2 separate regions of the Pan troglodytes genome follow, and region 1 is linked to region 2. A link is a contact called in public Hi-C data. All regions are on one chromosome and are shown on one strand. The core of a region is the stretch at or near the end of the contact, and the rest is flanking DNA. Distances in the headings are between cores, read along the strand shown. Region 1 overlaps GUCY2C (guanylate cyclase 2C). Region 2 has its middle 130 kb from the start of ATF7IP.

What was found. A called contact is a pair of places that touch in the nucleus more often than the background predicts.
Region 1: a contact with region 2 is called in a Hi-C map of a lymphoblastoid cell line, with 2.9 times the contacts expected there. The contact joins two enhancer-like sites. A contact is called at or near these places in 2 of 7 Hi-C or Micro-C datasets (a lymphoblastoid cell line and stem cell-derived neural progenitor cells).

What each region holds. Positions count from the first base shown.
Region 1 is chr10:21,740,126-21,745,337 of NHGRI_mPanTro3-v2.0_pri, forward strand. GUCY2C (guanylate cyclase 2C) reads right to left here. Exons shown (of 27, transcript XM_528746.8): 26 at 4,680-4,756; 27 at 2,444-3,105. The coding sequence ends at 2,931. Among named protein-coding and RNA genes, the nearest start is that of PLBD1, 38 kb to the left of the region's middle. Within about 2 kb of position 3,761, at least 4 of the 24 cell types and tissues checked have an H3K27ac peak or open chromatin away from gene starts, as enhancers often do. A contact at or near this core is called in a lymphoblastoid cell line, where this site is marked.
Region 2 is chr10:21,372,592-21,377,689 of NHGRI_mPanTro3-v2.0_pri, forward strand. No RefSeq gene overlaps it. Among named protein-coding and RNA genes, the nearest start is that of ATF7IP, 130 kb to the right of the region's middle. Within about 2 kb of position 2,015, at least 7 of the 24 cell types and tissues checked have an H3K27ac peak or open chromatin away from gene starts, as enhancers often do. A contact at or near this core is called in a lymphoblastoid cell line, where this site is marked.

The sequences.
Region 1 (5,212 bases), core at 2,511-5,010, 370 kb after region 2:
ATTAAAGGTTATTATTGATAGGAACATGTTTTCTGTTGCCATTCTTGTAAGTGTTTTTTGCATTTTTCTGGTAAATTTTTTATTTTCTTCCTCTCATACTGTCTTCCTCTGTGGTTAAGTAATTTTCTCTAGTAGTATGTTTTAATTCTGTGCTGTTTATTGTCAGTGTCCCTATTATAGATTTCTTTCTTTGTGGTTACTATGAGGCTTACATAAAACATTTTATAGTTATAATAGGTTATTTTAAACGGAAAAGAACTTAGCTTTGATTGCAAAGAAAAGCAACAAAACACACTATATTTTATCATCATTCCCCCTCCACGTTTTGACTTTTTGATGTTTTAGTTTACATCTGTTTATATTGCCTCTCAACCAATTGTTGTAGTTATTATCATCTTTAATAAGTTTTAGTCTCCATAATTAAGATATAATTGGTTTATATATCATAATTACAGTACTAGAGTATTCTGAATTTCTATTCTTACTTTTACCAGTGAGTTTTATACCTTCAGATGTTTTCTTGTTACATGTTAACATCCTTCTCTTTTAGACTGCTGGACTCCCTTTAGGATTTCTTGCATGACAAGCCTGATGTTGATTAATTCCCTCAGGGTTTGTTTTTTTTTCTTTTTTTGGTCTAGGAAAGTCTTTATCTGTCCTTCATGTTTGAAAGATAGCTTTGTTGCATACAGTATTCTTAGCTGACAGTATCTTTTTCTCAATACTTTGAGTATATATCTCACTGTCTCCTAGTCTGCAAAGTTTCTGCTAAGAGATTTACTGCAAGCTATATTGGGGCTCTACTGAATGTGCTTTTTTTTTCTCTTCCTGGTTTGAATATTCCTTCTTTATCTTTGATTTTTGATAATTTGATTATGATATGATTTGGGGAATTCCTCTTTGAATTTGATTGGTGACCTCTGAGTTTCCTGTACCTGAGTGCTATCATCTTTCTTCAGATTTGAAAATCTTTCAGCTATAATATTTAAAATATGGCTCTTTTCTCTCTCATCTTCTTTAGGAATTCTTATTATACGGAGGTTAGTTTGCTTGATGGTATCCTATAATTCTTTTTAATTCTTTTTTTCTTTTCTGATGGGTAATTTCATATGTCCTGTCTTCAAGCCCATTGATTCTTTCCTCTGATTAAATATGTTGTTGAAGCTTTATAATGAGCTTTTCCAGTTTAGCTATTTTATCCTTTATGTCTAAGATTTCTACTTTTATGTGTGTTTTTATATTTTTTTCTTTGTCAATTTTCTCATTTTGTTCCTGGATTGTTTTTCAAATTTCATTTAATTTTTTTAATCTATACTCTTTTGTGCTTCCCTGAACTCTTTAAGAAGATTTTTCTGAATTCTGTCAGACATGTTACGGGCCTTCAATTATTTTGGGTCTATTACTGGAGCTTTGTTGGTTTCTTTTGATGGTATCATATTTCCCTGAGTTTTCACAATCCTTGTGTCTTTACATTGATGCCCACACATTTGAGGAGATGGTCACCTCTTCCAGCTTTTACAGGTATTCTTCGTGGTGGTAGACTTTTAGTGCTTGATGTTGTAACTTAGTCACTGGTCTGCTATTGCTTCCTGGTCTGGGGAAGCCTTAAGAGAGTGCTAGAATTTAAAGGTTGTTTAAAAGGAAAAAACCTTTTAGTTGTTTCCAAGTAAGAGGAAGGTTCCACATTAGCACCTGGGCTTTGTGGGAAATCTAACCAGGGATTCAGGCTTTCCTGTGGGTTTTGCCTAGAGTAGGACTGTTGCATCATCCAGTTTTCTCAGTATGGCATCTCTGCTGATTGGAGTACAGAGCAGCTGCAAGATCTGCATGTCAGTTTCAGCAATCAGCACCTCCACTTTTCATCCCCAGTTCACCCCTGGTGTTTCAGCCCACCTGGTACTTGCAATGGTTCATGAGACAGGACCAGAGTGAGCTTCTTGTGAAGATTCTCAGACTGGTAGGGAGATCAAACTTCCATCTCCAGTTCCCTCCTTTTACCTTGTAAACTGTGGGTCTAAGGAAATTATCTGTGAGTGGTGTTATGCCAGCTTGGGGGAGGGGGTGGCGCAGTCTAAAATGAAGTGGGTATTATAATTCATAATTTACTGATGAAAGATCAGGAGCCTGGAGACATGGATTACTTTATAGTTAGAAAAGTGCATGCAGTACAGGAACTTGACTTTTGCCTGGGTCCCATACTTGGATCACTGCCATCCACATTGTTAATTGGACAAGCTGAAGCAACACCTCTGTATAAAGGTCAAAAATTCCCTCATGTGTAGCAAGTGATACTAACCTTCAAGGTTCTCACCCTTGAGCAACAATGCTAGCTTTGCCATACTCCAGTGTGAGTGAATGTAGTCAGTTTTTCAGTAAGCACAAGATGATGTGACTGATGTATTCCAGGAAAATGGGCAAAATAGGTAGAAACGCATACACAGTCTTGGGAAACCTTTAGCTTTTATTCTTGCCTAATATATAGCATATTTTCTGCAAAAATTATGAGTTAAATATACTTTAATGAAGATGGGTATTTAAAATATAATTATGACAATTTAAAAAATCTTATGAATACAGAAGGAAAAAGAGCCAGTAAACAAAAACGATAAAAACAAACAAACAAAAAATAAATGAAATAAGAATAAAATCTTCTCAAGTTCTAGATAGTCTATTCATTTCTTTTCTTTTCCAGGTAGAAGCTCCCTGGAACAACTGCTGGAATAAGGTTCCAGAGTGGAAGGTAGTTATTTCACTGAGAACACACATCTGATTCATGCAAGAAAGTCCATGTTCCAGACAGGGCAGCCAAGCCTAAGTACATTTCTGCTTCATTGAGGTCTCAGGAAAATGTAGGCTTTCAGGACACTTGAGGTCGCTGCCTCAGTGCAGCTGTATTTTAATTTGTGTGAGTCCTTATACCTCATTTAGGTTTAAAAATAGGTGCTCTCCTTGTCTGTGGTATTCAGCTGCAAGTATTCCAGAGTGCCTTTTTTATAGCTGGCTACCCGTCTGGGTTTTTGTCTTCTTATCCCTGCTGCCTGTCTTTTCTGTAAAGAGTTGGCAATCATGTCTGAAAATTCTGCTTGCAAACGCTGTTGATTCTCCCTGGAAACAGAGTGGGAAGAGAAAATAGAACTTCTCAGCAATTCATACAGAATATTCCTTAGCTCCAGAATAATCAGTTCAGTTACTCAGTTACTCTTTGAATGCCTATTCTGTGCTAGACACAGGAAATCCAAAGAATACAAAATGATCCCTGCCTTTGATGAGCTTAAAAAACTGTTATCTCTGCTAGGAAATTAGGCTTCAATTTCAAAGTGAAACAATATGCTGCTGGAATTTGGAGGCATGGTTGGGAGGATCTAGGTTTACATATTGCCACTGCAGGAAGGGGAAAAGAAGCTGGGAGGATGCTAGGCCCCTGCCACACAACCCTGAAAACTCATTGGTCCCACACATACTTAACAGTGTGAGTCTTGTTTGGGGAAGGCTTAGAATGGTGGAGGGGACCACGAGTTTAGAATGGACCTGGAACACTCCAAGTAAGGAGCCAGGTTTCTCATGCCCCAGGGAAGATTTGGGTTGTTTTGGCTTTTCTAGAAGGTTGCCATCTCTCTGGGTCTGCCATCTAGGCCTCTGCAAGACAGAGTTTCTCAACCATAGCAAAAGCCAAGGAAATGGCCATATGGCTGCAGTAACATGTATTGACAGGCAACTGGGTGACAGCTTGAGTCACCTTTAGGAGAAGTGAAACCTGTCAGTTAACCCTGAAACTTTGTCTTCCTCATCTCAGGGAGAACACAGACTTCATGTTAAGACCCAGAACCACAGTCTTGGGGTTGGGGCAGGTCCTGTTTTCATCAGGCAACTCAACAGAAAGATGAAGACAGGAGTGGAATGCAGACAGCCTCTTTGCCCCCAGTATGCTCCACTCTTGTCAGAACAAGACATGCATGACGTGAACTCTAAAGTGTCTTCTGTTCTCCCGAGCAAGCCTGGAACACAACGCTAGCTTTGCCATGCTTTATTGCAGGGCAATATAGTCAGTTTTTCAGCAAGAACAAGATGATGACTGGTACAGTCTAGGAAAGTGGACAGAATAGGTAGAAGCTCATACCCAGACTCAGGAAACTTTAACTCATTCTTGTCTAATATATAGTATATTTTCTGCATAAACTATAAGTTAAGTGTACTTTAATGCAGATAAGGCATTTAAAACATAATTCTGACAGTTAAAAATATCATGAATACAGAGCCAGTAAATAAAATGAAATAAATGAAATAACCAAATCTCCTCAAGTTCTAAATAGTCTGTTCATTCCTCCTCTTTTCCAGGTGGAAGCTCCCTCTTGGGATAAAGGATCCACAGTGGAAAAAAAAAAGGTAGTTTTATACTGAGCCCACACATCTGATTCATGGAAGCAAGTCTATGTTCCAGACAGGGAAGCCAAGGCTAAATACTTTTCTGTTTCATTGAGGTCTCAGGAAAATGCAGGGTTTCAGGATAATCCCCTTCTTGCAGTCTAGGAAGGGAGGTTTCTAAACCTTCTCATGTATAGTCCCTTACTTCTTATGCAATATATGCCACTTGTAAGGCATTTGCCAATTTAAATTGGCTATAACTAACAAAGCCAAGATTTCTAATTTCCTCCCTGTCCCTGCCACACCCAGAAGCTTACACAGTAGGAGGGGTTGGCAGGTTGAATTTCTGGTCCTTCATCCCAGTCAGCCAGTAGGTAGTCTCATTTCCTCTTCCCTGGTAAGACAAAAGAGTTATGTACCACGGAGGCCAAGGAGTCAGTTCAGTTGTAGACCACTGTTCCCATAATGATCTGTTTCTGTGACATGTTTCACTTCCGCATTTCTCATCAGTGCCAATATTTAAGCACATCACACATTCCTGTTATGATTTGCATTATCTCTAGACAGATTTTTATTTCCAAGTGCCTTTTTAAAAATAAGTTTCTCATTCAGCAGACATCCTTTTCTCAAAGTAGAGTTTTCTTTTTTTTCCCCAAAAGACATTTTAAAATATCACTCTAGCAACATCACAAGAACTCTAACTTAAAAAGGAAGAAAATTCATCTACAATTCTGCTACGTCAACAAATCCAACTGGTTGTCATTGTCCATATTTCCTTCTAGCCCTTTTTGCAATAAAGTTTTGCTACAAAACTTCTGCTACAGTTTCCCTATCTTATTACAAACACATG
Region 2 (5,098 bases), core at 765-3,264:
CAGGGCAAAAAATAAAAGCTTTTCATAGGCATATATCATGTTATTTTTGGAAACCACTATTAAGAACTGTAAGCTTCCTTGATTGTTACAGTGCTTAAAAGCATCCAGGAGATGGCAGCATTGGTAAGGTATTTAAAAATCAAATGTTAAAAATATTTTTCACAATTATTATTGATAGATAATGAGCTTCCTAAATGGAATAACGTTTTAAAGTATAGTTGGTCCTGAATAACTAAAAATGCAGAAATACTAAATTATTGTCAAATAATAGCGTGGCTTTATGCAGGTGGTTATTCAAGAGTACAGTCACATGACACATAATGACAGTTCAGTAGATAATGGGACTGAAAATACAACAGATTACAACGGGGCTGAAAAATTTCCATCGCCTAATGAGGCCTAGGATAATGAGTGTGTTTGTGTCTTAGTTTGTTATTTGTTTCTTTTTTCTTTTATTTTCTTTTGAGACCTGGGTCTCGCTCTGTCACCCAGGCTGCAGTGCAGTGGTGCTATCTTGGCTCACTGCAGCCTCCGTCTCTGGGGCTCAAGTGATCCTCCTGCCTCGGCCTCTGGGGTAAGATTACAGGCATGCACCATCACGCTTGGCTAATTTCTATATTTTTTTGTAGAGATGGGGTTTCACCATGTTGCCTAGGCTGATCTCAAACTCCTAAGCTCAGGAGATCCTCCCAGCTCGGCCTCCCAAAGTGCTGGGACTACAGGCGTGGGACTATGTGGCCCGACCTGACAAAAACAAGTTTAATAACTAGAGGCAACTATTCACAAATCATATACAAAGTATCATATGTGAGATGTGGTGGCTTATTAAAATCTAGATATCACAGACATCATATCAGTTATGAGGCAAAAAAATTAATCTGCCCTTAAATGTTATTTCTAAACTGTTTTAATCATTTCCAACATTGAAACATAAATTGTTAAAGATACACATAGATGTCAATATTCTGGCCCAGGTACTTAACTGGGTACAGGAGACAAAATGCTAGAAAAGAATCTGACCTTCTAAACCCTCAGCCTGAGATGGAAACAGACAACTCCATTGAATTACAATTCGATCTGACTCTAATAGCAAGGTGCCATCTAAATGGGAGGGCCAACTTGCCTAACTCCACCTTGACAGACGGGGAAGGCTTCACCAGGGAGGGAGCACGGAGCAGAGATTTTGAGAGATGAGCCTGCGTTTGCCAGGATAACCACAGGGAGAAGGCCACTGCCTGCAGAAAGAGGAGCAGGCGTAGGGGAGGGTAGACATGAAACAGCACACCCTATCCCAATGGTTAACCAGAGGCAATATTGCTCCCGGGGGAGATTTCGAAATGTCTGGTAACATTTTTGCTTGTCACCACTTGAGGAGTGCTACTGGCAGCTAGTGGGTAAAGGTCAGGGATGCAGCTAAACGTCCCACAGTGCACAGACAGCCAACCACGACAAATGAATTATCTGACCTCAAATACTGCCACTGTTGAAAAACTGCTGTAACCGCAAATGGCATCTCTTTGAATGGCAAGGTTACAGAGAGGAATAGAAAAAATGCAGCGATGATCCAGGAACGTTTTCTAAAAGGGGGAGGGGATAAAATTAGGGAAGGTTTATTGACACCCCCCCCAAAAAAAAGAGAAAAAAAGAGAGAAAAGTTTAGATTTTATTGTAAATGTGACAGAGAGCCAGACACAATCAGCTTTGCTTACTAGAAAGATTGCTGTGGCTGTGGGAAGAGAATGGACTGAGATGGCGACGCTGAGAAACAAAGAAAATTGGTATTTTAACAATTTCACTTCTCTTTTCTTTATCAAGGGGAATATCTTACAAATGAAAAAATAGAAGACTGGTAAGAGGAAATTGAAACTCTAGATTGATGTCTAGATTGTAAGAGGGCAAGTAGCTGCTCCAGTGATTTCAAGATTTGTGATGAAGATAAATTAAACTGCCATGTCTGCGCCTCACTTCCTGAATCCCTCCCTCCCACTGGCCTGCACCGCTGCCCCTCCCTCCTGTCTGGCGTGGTTCCTTAAAGCCCTGCATTTGACTCCATACCTTGGCTCCCATTCTTTATTTATCCCACCTGACTGGCAACCCAGATTTGACTTGTTCTTCCAGTTCTGACTTGGAAACTACCCATCAGCCCTTAGCGCAGATGCCGAGGGTTAGAAATGCCCCACTCCTTAGCCCCAGGCACAGTGAGACTAACCCCATAAGGGTGGCGGTGAAGGGGAGGGGAGAGTTTGACAAATCTCCTCCCAAGTGATATGAGAATTTATGGATGAGATTAGCAAAACGATGTTAGTCCAGACATCAGAGTAAGAGCCAAATCCTGTTTCCTACAGTGTCCCCACCCCACCTCTCACCTCTACTCCTACCATCCTGCCCCTCAGTCACCCAGCCCAGCCATGCTGGCCTCCTTCTGCCTCACCAAGTTTGCATTGGCTGATTCTGTCTAGATGAAAAACAGAATTCACTAGAGAGCTTTCATAAAATGCCCGGATCTGACCCTTACATACTTTTATTTTTCCTTCTGGGTTTGGCTTTCTCTTTCTTCTTTCCTTCCCTTGCACTCATATCAGCACCTCTACCCCACCCCCAACTCTTACCACACCCATGTCAAGAACTGGATTTGTGTCTGTCATATTTTCTCCATGTTCACATAGACTATTTAAGTAAACAAGAAAACCCTGAACGAAAGAGAAACATGAGGATGATAGCCCAGCTTTACTCTTCTACCCCTCCCCATCTCCTTACGATCCCTACTAGCTGGACCCAGTTGGAAGCCAGAGAGCAAGGAAGCTCATTGGTGCAGGTCATGTAGGTCAGCCTCTGCCTCCTGGGACACAAAACAGATAAGAGGACCTTGAAGCTAGAGAGGAAAAATAAAGAATAACCTTTTTCCGACCACACAACTTAAGAAACAAAGCACTGGGCATGGTGGCTCATGCCTGTAAACCCAGCATGTTGGGAGGACGAGGCAGGCGGATCACCTGAGGTTGGGAGTTCGAGACCAGCCTGGCCAACATGGTGAAACCCTGTCTCTACTAAAAATACAAAATTAGCTGGGCGTGGTGGCACATGCCTGTAATATCAGCTACTCAGGAGGCTGAGGCAGGAGAATCGCTTGAACCCGGGAGGGTTTCAGTGAGCTGAGATAGCGCCACTGCACTCCAGCCTGGGCAACAGCGTGAGACTCCATCTCAAAAAAAAAAAAAGTTATTTAAATCTTCTGACTAGGCCAGGTACGGTGGCTCACACTTGTAATCCTAGCACTTTGTAAGGCTGAGATGGGAGGACTGCTTGAGCCCAGGAAACCAAGACCAGCCTGGGCAACATAGCAAGACCCTATCTCTGTTTTTTTTTAATTAATATATTTTATAAATTAAAAACATAAAAAATAAAAATTAGCTGAGTGTGGTGCACACCTGTGGTCCTAGCAACTCAGGAGGCTGAGGTGGGAGGATCCCCTGAACCTGAGAGGTCAAGGCTGCAGTGAGCCATGATCATGTCAATGCACTCCAGCCTGGGTAACAGAGTAGGACCCAGTCTCAAAAACAAAAAACAAACAAAAAAAAAACTTCTGGCCTGGTGTGGTGGCTCACACCTGTAATCTCAGCACTTTGGGAGGCTAAGGCAGGAGGGTCACAGGGTCAGGAGTTCAAGACCAGCCTGGCTAAGATGGTGAAACCCCATCTCTACTAAAAACACAAAAAAATTAGCCAGGCATGGTGGCAGGTGCCTGTAATCCCAGCTACTCAGGAGGCTGAGGCAGAGAATTGCTTGAACCCAGGAGGCAGAGGTTACAGTGAGCTGAGATGGTGCCATTGCACTCCAGCCTAGGAAACAGAGCAAGATTCCATCTCAAAAAAAAAAAAAAAAAAAATTCTATGAAAATACAAATATTGCAAACATTTTCTCTCAGTCTACAGATTACATTTTCATTTTGTATGTGGTATCTTTTCATGAAAATAAGTTTTTATTTTGTTTTTTTTTTAAGACAGGGTCTCACTGTCACACTGGCTGGAGTGCAACTGTATGATCATAGCTCACTGCAGCCTCTGGCTCCTGGTCTCAACCAATTCTCTTGCCTCTGCCTCCCAAGTAGCTGGGACTACAGGTATGCGCCAACACACCCAGCAAATTTTTGTTTTGTTTTTGTAGAGATGGGGTCTTGCTTAGTTGCCCAGGCTGGTATCAAACTTCAAGCAATCCTTACACCTTGGCCTCCCAAAGTGCTAGGATTATAGGAGTGAGCCACTGTGCTCCAGTCAGAAGTTTTTAATTTTAATATAGTCAAATATATCAATTCTTTCATTGACTTTAGAGTTTTATTAGAAATGGCTGTTGAAATTTATCAACTATCTTTTCAAAATCTACTTAGATTATTTAAAACTTGATAATATAGGCCAGGCACAGTAGCTCACACCTGTAATCCCAGCACTTTGGGAGGCCGAGGCGGGCAGATCATGAGGTCAGGAGATCGAGACTATCCTGGCTAACACGGTGAAACCCCGTCTCTACTAAAAATACAAAAAATTAGCTGGGCGTGACGGCAGGTGCCTGTAGTCCCAGCTGTTCCAGAGGCTGAGGCAGGAGAATGGTGTGAACTCGGGAGGCAGAGCTTGCAGTGAGCCAAGATCACACCACTGCACTCCAGCCTGGGCGAGAGTGTGACACTCTGTCTCAAAAAAAAACAAACAAAACAAACAAAAAAAAACTTGCTAATATAACTAATTATACTGAGAGTTTTCCTGATATTGAACTATCCTTGAATTCCTACAATAAGTCCTAATTGGGTATTCTTTTTTTTTTTTTTTTTTTTTTTTAAGACGGGGTCTTGCTCTGTCGCCAGGCTGGAGTGCAGTGGTGTGATTTTGGCTCACTGCAACCTCTGCCTCCCGGGTTCAAGCAAATCCCCTGCCTCAGCCTCCCGAGTAGCTGGGACTACAGGCGCATGCCACCACGCCCGGCTAATTTTGTGTATTTTAGTAGAGATGGGGTTTCACCATGTTGGCCAGGATGGTCTCGATCTCCTGACCTCGTGATCCACCCACCTCAACCTCCCAAAGTGCCAGGATTACAGGTGTCAACCACC